Linked DNA regions of Mus musculus: region 2 is linked to region 1. A link is a contact called in public Hi-C data. All regions are on one chromosome and are shown on one strand. The core of a region is the stretch at or near the end of the contact, and the rest is flanking DNA. Distances in the headings are between cores, read along the strand shown.

Region 1 (4,401 bases), core at 1,134-3,633:
GTTAATTATTAATTTATTTTTCATCGCAAGTGAAGTTTCCCCTCTCTCCTCTCCTCCCAGTCCTTCCCTTCCCACCCCTCCCCCCAACTCTCATCCACTCCTCTGTTTCTCTTCAGAAAAGAGGAGGCCTCCCATGGACATCAATGAGCCTTGGCATATCAAGTTGCAGTAAACCTAGGTTCATCTTCCCTCTTGGGGAAGTATTAAAGTATTAAACTTAATTTATCTCAGTGTATGGAATTAACCTTAAATAATTAAGAGGCTAAAGAAGGCAGCCCAAAAGGAGAAAAGGGTACCAAAGGCAGGCAACAGAGTCAGAGACAGCCCCAGCTCCCACTGTCTCATATGAAGACCAAGCCACACAACTATTACATATATGTTCAAAGGGCATAGGCCAGCCCCATGCACACTCCCTGATTGACAATTCAGTCTCTGTGGGCCTAGGTTAGTTGATTCGGTAGGTTTTCTTGTAGTATACTTGACCCCTCTGGCTCCTACAATCCTTCCTTACTCTTTTCTGGACGCGATGTCCTAAGATTGGCCTACTGTTTGACTGTGGATCTCTGCATCTGTTTCCATCGGTTGCTGGGTGGAATCTCTCTGATGATGTAAGTTATGCTAGGCTCCTGTTCCAGGTGCCAGTGTGGCCTCCAGGAAAGCAGCCAGAGTTGTGGGCCTGAATATGGAGCTGAGAAGTGACATATTTCTTTTCTTAAGCAACCTTTTACAACATACTTTAATCTTAACATCATTATTAGAAAATTTAGAAAACAATTTTTAATGTGATAATTTTAAGTGAGAGCTCCAGAGGTTGTCTCTAGAACACAGAAAACACACGGTACATTAGATATCCAACAGTTAGAGACTCAGATAAAGCACATTACTAGTTTTTGTTGTCTTAACCAAATTTAAATAAATAACTTGTTAAAGATTTAAGTTTTTAAAAGTTTTTCAGGTACCTTGAAATGCTCTCTGTTAGAAAAACCGTTTACTTTTTATTAGTGTTTATGAGGCATACAACACAATATAAAATATGACATTTACAAATTTATTATTATTTTAAGTAAAATAAAAATGAATAGTCTTTTAAAATGTATCATTATTGTGAAACGCATTAAAATGATATGTAAATTCTAATATGTTTGTGTTAGGCTCAAAATAGGTTTTTAAAATGCAAACTTAAAAAATACACATTTAAAGTTCTTCTCTTAAATAGGCCTGGCTAAAATAAGGATCTTAAAAACCCTGTTTGTTTGTTTGTTTGTTGTTTTTAAAGACACAGTAGTGACAAAAAGTGTCCTTAAAATCCTTTAAATGTTTGTATGTATTTATATACTGACATACATAACAACATATCTAAAGACACAGACATAGCTGGTGAAAAGAAGTTTGTGACTGCAGAGATGACTAATGAGAACTTCAGTACTATGGAGCAACTGGAGTGTTGCACATCCAGAGGCTAATTGCCATACTTTGGCTTGTTCTAGCCCTCGGAAACAGCCATTCCTTGCCTACCTCTGTGTCAGGAGTTTTAGTTCCGTCTTCAGGATATCAGAGTTAGCATGTTTTTATAGCAAGTCAATACAAAGACAATAAGTCATTCTCAGATTTAATTTTGTCCCTCTAGTCAGGTTGTCAGCTTTGTCTCTGCTTATCTGCTATGCTTTCCCTCATTATGGCCTCTGTGTAAGAGAAGGGGAGTTCCGATACACTCAAGGTCATTGAATCTTTTATTCCTCCCAAGTCACCATACGGATTGGGTCTAGGTTAACTCAAAACAAACAGCTAACAGTGGTACTGGCTTTTTACAATGTACTTTTTACAGGTATCTTTCAAATTATGAAGTACAAATGTGCCTTTATAGTATTGACCGTTGTAGGATGACATTTTCCTGAGGAGCTGCAATACATACACACACAAATGGGAGAGGGAATAATAGATTGATTACAGATAGATAATAGATGCTAGATAGATGATAGATAGGTAGATAGATAGATAGATAGATAGATAGATGATTGTTAGGTAGGTGATAGGTAGATGTAAATAGATAATGAATGATAACTACATAGATAATAGATAGATACATAGATAGAAGATAGATGGTACATATACAAACTATAGATGATAAATAAATATATAAATGATAGATACAAGAGAATGAGTGAGAGAGAGAGAGACAGAGACAGAGAGACAGAGACAGAGACAGACTGTTCACTCCAGAAAGAAGGGAACGCACAACAAACCAAATGAAAGATTACACCAAAGTCCAAGCCTGTGAAACAATGAATTTTTATTGGGGTTCCTAACAGGAGTATGAGTGAGGAGTTCCCCACAGGAGCAGGGATGACTCAAAAGCAGCTGCATCACCCAAAGCAACCAACATTGGTGATGACTCATTGAAAGCATACACCCTGGAGCTCTCTGCACAGCTTTCAGGTAACTCAAGTCTTCCATGTGGCACCCAGCTGCTAGAGGCCCCTCCCAATCAGTTGTTTACTCAGTTTCATACTGGGGAGGAGCCCTGAAGAATCATCCAAGTTTCTGTTCTCTTGGTCATCAAAGAGACTTTTTGTTTACCTCCTAAACTTCATGAGCCTTCCCTCTCGATGGAGGGAATTCTTCTGAGGAAACTGCTATACAACCAATATAAAAGTGCCTCTATCAGATACATAATCTCCTGTAATCCTCACAACAATGCTGTGGCAGGTAGTAGTAACTCCATTCATTATATAAGTGAAATACAGCCTGGATGAGTGAAGCCACGTGTTTACAAATTTACATAGTTAGGAATTAAGTGCCTCTCACAAACTCTATATTTCTGGTAGTGAATATTCAGAAAATGAGAACAACAGGTTTCAATACAAAGCTCACATCCCATCCCTTCTACCTAAAATAAAGCCACTAAAACAGAAAAAGGTGAATCGAATCGCCACTTCTTTCTGATTTCCCACCCATATCAAAAATAGCCAGGATGAAACTATTCTATATTTTCATCTTAGTCATGCCCCCTCGTGTGCATGAGTGGAAAAACATGGAGAGTTGAAAGGGCTTCACCTTTCACCTCAGTTCTGGGGTGACACTGCCTTCATCAAATAGAGCAGGAGGGCAGTGGCAGGCAGCTATCTAAGGAAAGCCTTGTGGCTCAGCTCACACGCTGTGGGGCAAAGCTCAGTTCTGCTTTCAAACTGTACAGCCTACAGCAGTCCCTTTCTCACTGTGCCTTATGAATCCTGAGAATAATACAGGAATATAGTGTGTTAACTTATTGTGAAGTTAGTGGATGCCATCATCTAAGGGCTTAATGATGATACATTCTGGGACATTTACCTAAGAGAATGCTAGGCCAAATGCAAAACTTAAGACAAATGGTTGTTAAAAGGGGGTAAGACAGCTCAAGAATATATGGGGTATAAACTACAACATTTCATCTCTCCACAATCAGGATACTCTGACCAGTCATGATGTAAGAATATTCTTGGATCCCAAGACTGGGTTGAGACCTATAGTGAAGATTTAGAAAGTCAGCATTAGCAATCGGAAAATAAACCAGCCACAGCCTAGTCCAAACTACAAAATAAGACCAGATCTCCAATGTTGGTTGTGTCTGTGTGAGCTATGTGAATAACATAGACACATTTGTGGCTTTCCACATTAGAATTTATTGAATAACAATAAATATACAAGTGCGCATACACTCACTTCATTGGCTTTAGTTTACCAAGTGTAAATGTCTTATCCTGACAGGAAATTGTCTCTCCCTTTGGCTATTAGAATATTGAAACAATGGTCCCCAAGATGGTAGAATCCAGCCCTACCCAGGGATCTCTTACTGGAAGAAGGAAAAGACCAGGATCCTAGTCCCTGCCAGAAAGGATATTTTGTCCTACTGAGCAGGATTTCACATCAAGTTAACAACCTGTGGGATCATTCTGAAGGACAGGCTGGAGCCTTGACAGTGGTAATGGGTGGATTACACCTTACCAGGACAACTTAGTTATGCACACCTTTTGCCCTTAATTTGAACCTAAATTTCATGTTAGAGCCCCAAAGATGTACTGGACAGCCTGTTCCCCTTTTGCGGTCACATTAAATAAATCCCCTCATCTTGCTTTTCATCATTACTTTGTCTTTTTATTGTAGGTGAGTGACAGAACATATTAGGGATAATTATTAGGCTAATTGATCCTAGCTTATTAGGGCTGCCAGCCTTATTTAGGCAATGACCTAAAAAATTTGGTAATAATTTTGGCAAGCCATGGCCACCAGGCAGAGAGAAGTAGGGCATTAAAGCCCACTCCCACAGTGACAAACCTACTCCACACCTCCAATCATGTCCCTTCCTCGGCCAAGCATATACACACCATCACAGTTCTAAAGAAATAAAGGCAATGAGTAGGAAAG
Region 2 (4,630 bases), core at 182-2,681, 76 kb before region 1:
TTCATAAAATATGAACTCTGTTCTTAGAGCCAAGATGTCTCCTTACCTGTACATACACACACACACACAGAGAGAGAGAGAGAGAGAGAGAGAGAGAGAGAGAGAGAGAGAGAGAGAGAGTATTCTCAACAAAAAAGAAGATGTGCACACATTTGTGCTTTAGATCTTTCTCTGAGGCAAGGTGGGTGGAAGCTGGACAGGATAAGCTAGTTGTTCAAGAGACAGTGGGGGTAGAAATCAGAGGTGTGTACCGAGATCTCCTACTGCTATTGGGTAAGCATTTGTCCCTCGTGTCTCGACTTCCTCTGTCTGTAAAGACAAAATAATATGTTTGTATCTGTCTGCCTCAGGAATTGCTTGAAAATTAATGGTGCAGAGAGGCCCAACTGGCTACCATGAGTCAAATGACACCCTTGTTCAGTATTCTAGTGGCGTACATTAAATGCTGATATATATAAAATGTATTTTGAAGGTGGGCCTGGAAATAATTATAGTTTGTTAATTATTGTTAATTTTACCACAGCTTTGAGCGGTGGACTTTCTCTAGATTCTAAAAGAGAGTGTCGCTCCTTCATCCTATTAAAGAAGCACAGTTTCTCACAGGCTCCCTTCTCTCGTTATATCATTCAATACAGGGAAAGAAAATAAAAAATTGCCTCTCTTAGAATCAAATTGTACATCTCTCCTAGTGGACTGGCTTACTCTACAATTTTTTTTCTTTTCATTTATCTTACACAAGTACAGGCATATGCATTGTTCAATAGGACTTTTCATATGTGGCACACCATGACAACTGGATTGTGCTGTGCAGGTGATGTAGCAATAGAATTGTTTTAACTAGCCTGTCTTCAGATGCTGCAACATTTTGTTTTTGTAAATACTCATTTATAGTTCTTAAAGCCAAGCAGAAAGCCCAGGGAGAATCCTGGGAAATCAGTGGCTGGGTGACTTCAGGTCTCCCTGCCTCAGCTGCACCATCTCACCTAGAATAGGGTTTACAGACAAAGGCATGTGATCAGGTTTATGTCAGTGAACTGTTTAACTGTGTTATAAGGTGTTCTGGAGCAAGAAGAGAGGGAAGGAACGAAACTGAAGATAGGAGTTGAGAGAAAAAGAAGGTACGGGATTATGGGGTCTGGAATTGTAGGGACGTGAGAGTCGGGAGCTGGGCCTCTGGAGAAACTCCTGAGGTGCACTAGGAAAGGTGGGACGCCCTGGTTCTGAGCTATGAGGAGGGGTGCGGCCAGGTAAGTACTGGTTTCCTCTATGGGGTTTTGGTCAGCAGATGGCAGGAGCAATCTCCCCTGCCTGATTCTATCTCAGGCAGCTCAGGGCTGCCGGCTTCTTCCGCGGGACCTGGGAATAGGGAGCGCCACCCAAATTCCATTGAGTGAGTCACTAGCTAACCAGTCCTACAGGTACAGGAGCTTATAAGAGCTGGAGGGAAAAGCCCGGCAGGAGTCGCCTGCAGTGTCCTACCCAGCCTGATCCTTCAGAATCCCTGCCTCTGGTCTGTAGTTGGAGGTCCATTCTACTCCACCCCACCATGGCGAGGGGCTTGGATCTAGCACCGCTGCTACTGCTACTGCTGGCGATGGCGACCCGCTTTTGCACGGCTCAGAGCAACTGTACATGCCCCACCAACAAGATGACGGTCTGCGACACAAATGGCCCAGGCGGGGTCTGCCAATGTCGGGCAATGGGCTCACAGGTATTGGTCGACTGCTCCACGCTAACTTCCAAGTGCCTGCTGCTCAAGGCGCGCATGAGCGCCCGGAAGAGCGGCCGCAGCCTGGTGATGCCGAGCGAGCACGCGATACTGGACAACGATGGCCTCTACGACCCGGAGTGTGACGACAAGGGCCGCTTCAAGGCGCGCCAGTGCAACCAGACCTCGGTGTGCTGGTGCGTAAACTCGGTGGGCGTGCGCCGCACGGACAAGGGAGACCAAAGCCTGCGCTGCGACGAAGTGGTGCGAACCCACCACATCCTCATTGAGTTGCGCCACCGCCCGACCGACCGAGCCTTCAACCACTCTGACCTAGACTCCGAGCTGCGGCGGCTCTTCCAAGAACGCTACAAGCTGCACCCCAGCTTCCTATCCGCGGTACACTATGAGGAGCCCACCATTCAGATAGAGCTTCGGCAGAACGCGTCGCAGAAGGGCTTGAGAGACGTGGACATCGCTGATGCCGCCTACTACTTCGAAAGGGACATTAAAGGCGAGTCACTGTTCATGGGCCGCCGCGGCCTGGACGTGCAGGTGCGTGGGGAACCCCTGCATGTGGAGCGGACGCTCATCTACTACCTGGACGAGAAGCCCCCCCAGTTCTCCATGAAGCGCCTCACCGCCGGCGTCATTGCCGTCATCGCTGTCGTCTCGGTAGCGGTAGTGGCTGGTGTGGTGGTCTTGGTGGTCACCAAACGGAGGAAGTCGGGCAAATACAAAAAGGTGGAGCTTAAGGAGCTGGGGGAGATGAGAAGCGAACCTAGCTTGTAGGTTTCCTGTAGGATGCCCCGACTTCCTCGGCACCTCAGACCAGATGGGTTGGCCTGTTAATTCTCAGTCAGGAGGTAATTTTCCTCCCAGCTTTGACCTCTTCCTTCTCTCTCCACAAACAAGTTCTCTAGATGCTGAGCTCAGGTCACCTCCCTCGCCCTTGGTTTTTTAAGGACGCATTTCTGAAATTCCTTGTCTAGTCACTGGAAACCTGACCGGGAGAGTTAAGCAAAGGCTAGATAGCTTGGTTAAGAAGCTAGTGCCAGGCAGCCCACTTGTTTCCCAGCGACTTGAATCTACCCAAAGACTTAAACGGTTTGAAATGGGAAAGCGGCGATTTGGCTATCCGGGTTGTTGGTGACCCATTCGCTCCCTGCCTCCCAACCTTCAGGAAAGGAAGAGCAGTTCACTCACTAATTGATCCTGCGCAGTGTTCATCTGCCATCGTTTGTATAAGAAAAGGCATTTCCAACGTCTGAAGTCATTTTCAATGTCTTTGTTGGACTGCATCTATTTTTCTGCTTGTCCTTGATGTAGCTGATCCTAGAGAGTTCTCTTTTGTAAAATGTTTGTACAGATGTGTCTTTGATAATGCTGCTGTTTTTTAAAACAACAACTCGAGTTTAATAAAATATGGGAAAGGCACACCTAAAAAGATAGGCTGTGTGAAAAATCCCTCCAGATTTATATCATTTTATTGTTCTCCTTTGTCTAATGCTTGAATTTTATATTTTAAATTCTAATGCTTCCTTCCTTGTGAAATCCTAACATTTACTGTTGATACTCTGGTGTTTCCTAGAGACTGGGCTAGTGTGCTTGCCTCGCATCTGACCCGGCCCTCGGTCCCATCCTCAGCAGTGGGTAGAGGGAAAAATGTAAACTTTGAGGTTGCTGTTCCTTTGAAGGAAGTTGCTAAAACTAACCGCCTTCAGATCTGAACAGGAGTGGGAGATGGACGCAGCCTTTGCCTGCTTATTAACAGGCACACCTTCCTTTGTGGGTTTTAAACCACGTGAAGGCGCAAAGCCCACCCCCACCCCCCACCCCCAGCAGTCCTAGGATATAAATGACTGGGCAACTTCAGGTCTCTGAGACTCATCTTCTGAAGAGTAGGAATGAGAGTCTGCTTTTCTTTTGTGAGGGCACACACTTTCTGGCGACAGATTGTATAAAGGCTTGCTATTGGGAGTTGGAGGAAGGGGGGAGGCAAAAGGGAGGAAAAACCTAAAGGTAGAAGTTGGGAGAATGAGAGAAGCATGGGAGAATGAGGTGGGGTAGCAGCTCTGGATACTTTCCTGAAATTCTAACATTTACTGCTAGTTCTCCAGTGTTTCCCAAGAGGTGAGAGGTGTAGTTGCCTAGCAATGGAAGCCGCGAGAGGTGGAGCCTAGGCGGGCAGGCGAGTATCGGTTTCCTCTCCTGGCTTTCGTTAGCCCAGAGGCGGGTGCAGTTTGATGTTATCGCACCGGGTGGGAGGCGGGGGCGGTACTCCACAGAGAGGGATGGCCACCCAAATTCCTTTGGGTGAGCTGCTGGAACCAGTCAGTCTGGTCTGGCAGAGAGTAAGGGCTAAAGGGAGCGGCCCAGCCACCGCAGTGTCCCAACACCTAGCCTGAGCCTGCTGTATCCCACGTCTGCACGGATCCCTCTGAGGCTAGGGCCCGGGTTCACTCTAGGACAGCGGATGCTAAATGTGATGCGTCGCTTCGCCTCCGCGCAGGACAGCGACACTTGCTCTGCCAACTAGATGGCAGACATGGGGGTTCCGCTTTGGTTTGGTACCCTATTTCTCCAGGCTAACCTCCACATTCTGCTCAAGTGCGCGACCAATCGAGGCTCCATTTCATAAGTGTTTTCTCGTAAGAGTCCTACTGTGATGTAGGAGGTGCTAGTCTCATTTAGCTGTTGGGCAATATTAATCTTGGTGGTGAGACTGTTAAGCAACTTCCCTAAACCCATATTTATGAGCACATCGGTCTTCTTGCCATTGGCTGTACAAGCCACTCACCAATTACATCAAGCTTAAAGCTTCCTGTTCCCTCACTTTTGCAAAGTCAAGTGTGCTGTTGTGGAACACTAACAAGTCATTACAATAGCTGGGAAGCTGATCTTCCACAATAATCTAGAGGC

What was found. A called contact is a pair of places that touch in the nucleus more often than the background predicts.
Region 2: a Hi-C map of epidermal suprabasal cells shows a contact between it and region 1, with 3 times the contacts expected there. The contact joins the promoter of Tacstd2 here to the enhancer-like site in region 1. A contact is called at or near these places in 6 of 39 promoter capture datasets (the 3T3-L1 cell line, embryonic stem cells, epiblast stem cells and 2 more), 2 of 15 datasets of contacts at CTCF or cohesin (embryonic stem cells and stem cell-derived epiblast-like cells), 29 of 484 Hi-C or Micro-C datasets (the AML12 cell line, the C2C12 cell line, CD8 T cells and 18 more), 3 of 115 datasets of contacts at active chromatin or transcription factors (bone marrow-derived dendritic cells and embryonic stem cells) and 2 of 9 other capture datasets (embryonic stem cells and pancreatic islet).

Annotation. Positions count from the first base shown.
Region 1 is chr6:67,457,598-67,461,998 of GRCm38.p6, reverse strand. All of the region lies in intron 6 of Il23r (interleukin 23 receptor), which reads left to right. Among named protein-coding and RNA genes, the nearest start is that of Il23r, 32 kb to the left of the region's middle. Within about 2 kb of position 2,383, at least 20 of the 459 cell types and tissues checked have an H3K27ac peak or open chromatin away from gene starts, as enhancers often do. A contact at or near this core is called in the C2C12 cell line and epidermal suprabasal cells, where this site is marked.
Region 2 is chr6:67,532,623-67,537,252 of GRCm38.p6, reverse strand. Tacstd2 (tumor-associated calcium signal transducer 2) reads left to right here and starts at 1,431. Exons shown (of 1, transcript NM_020047.3): 1 at 1,431-3,194. The coding sequence starts at 1,547. The coding sequence ends at 2,500.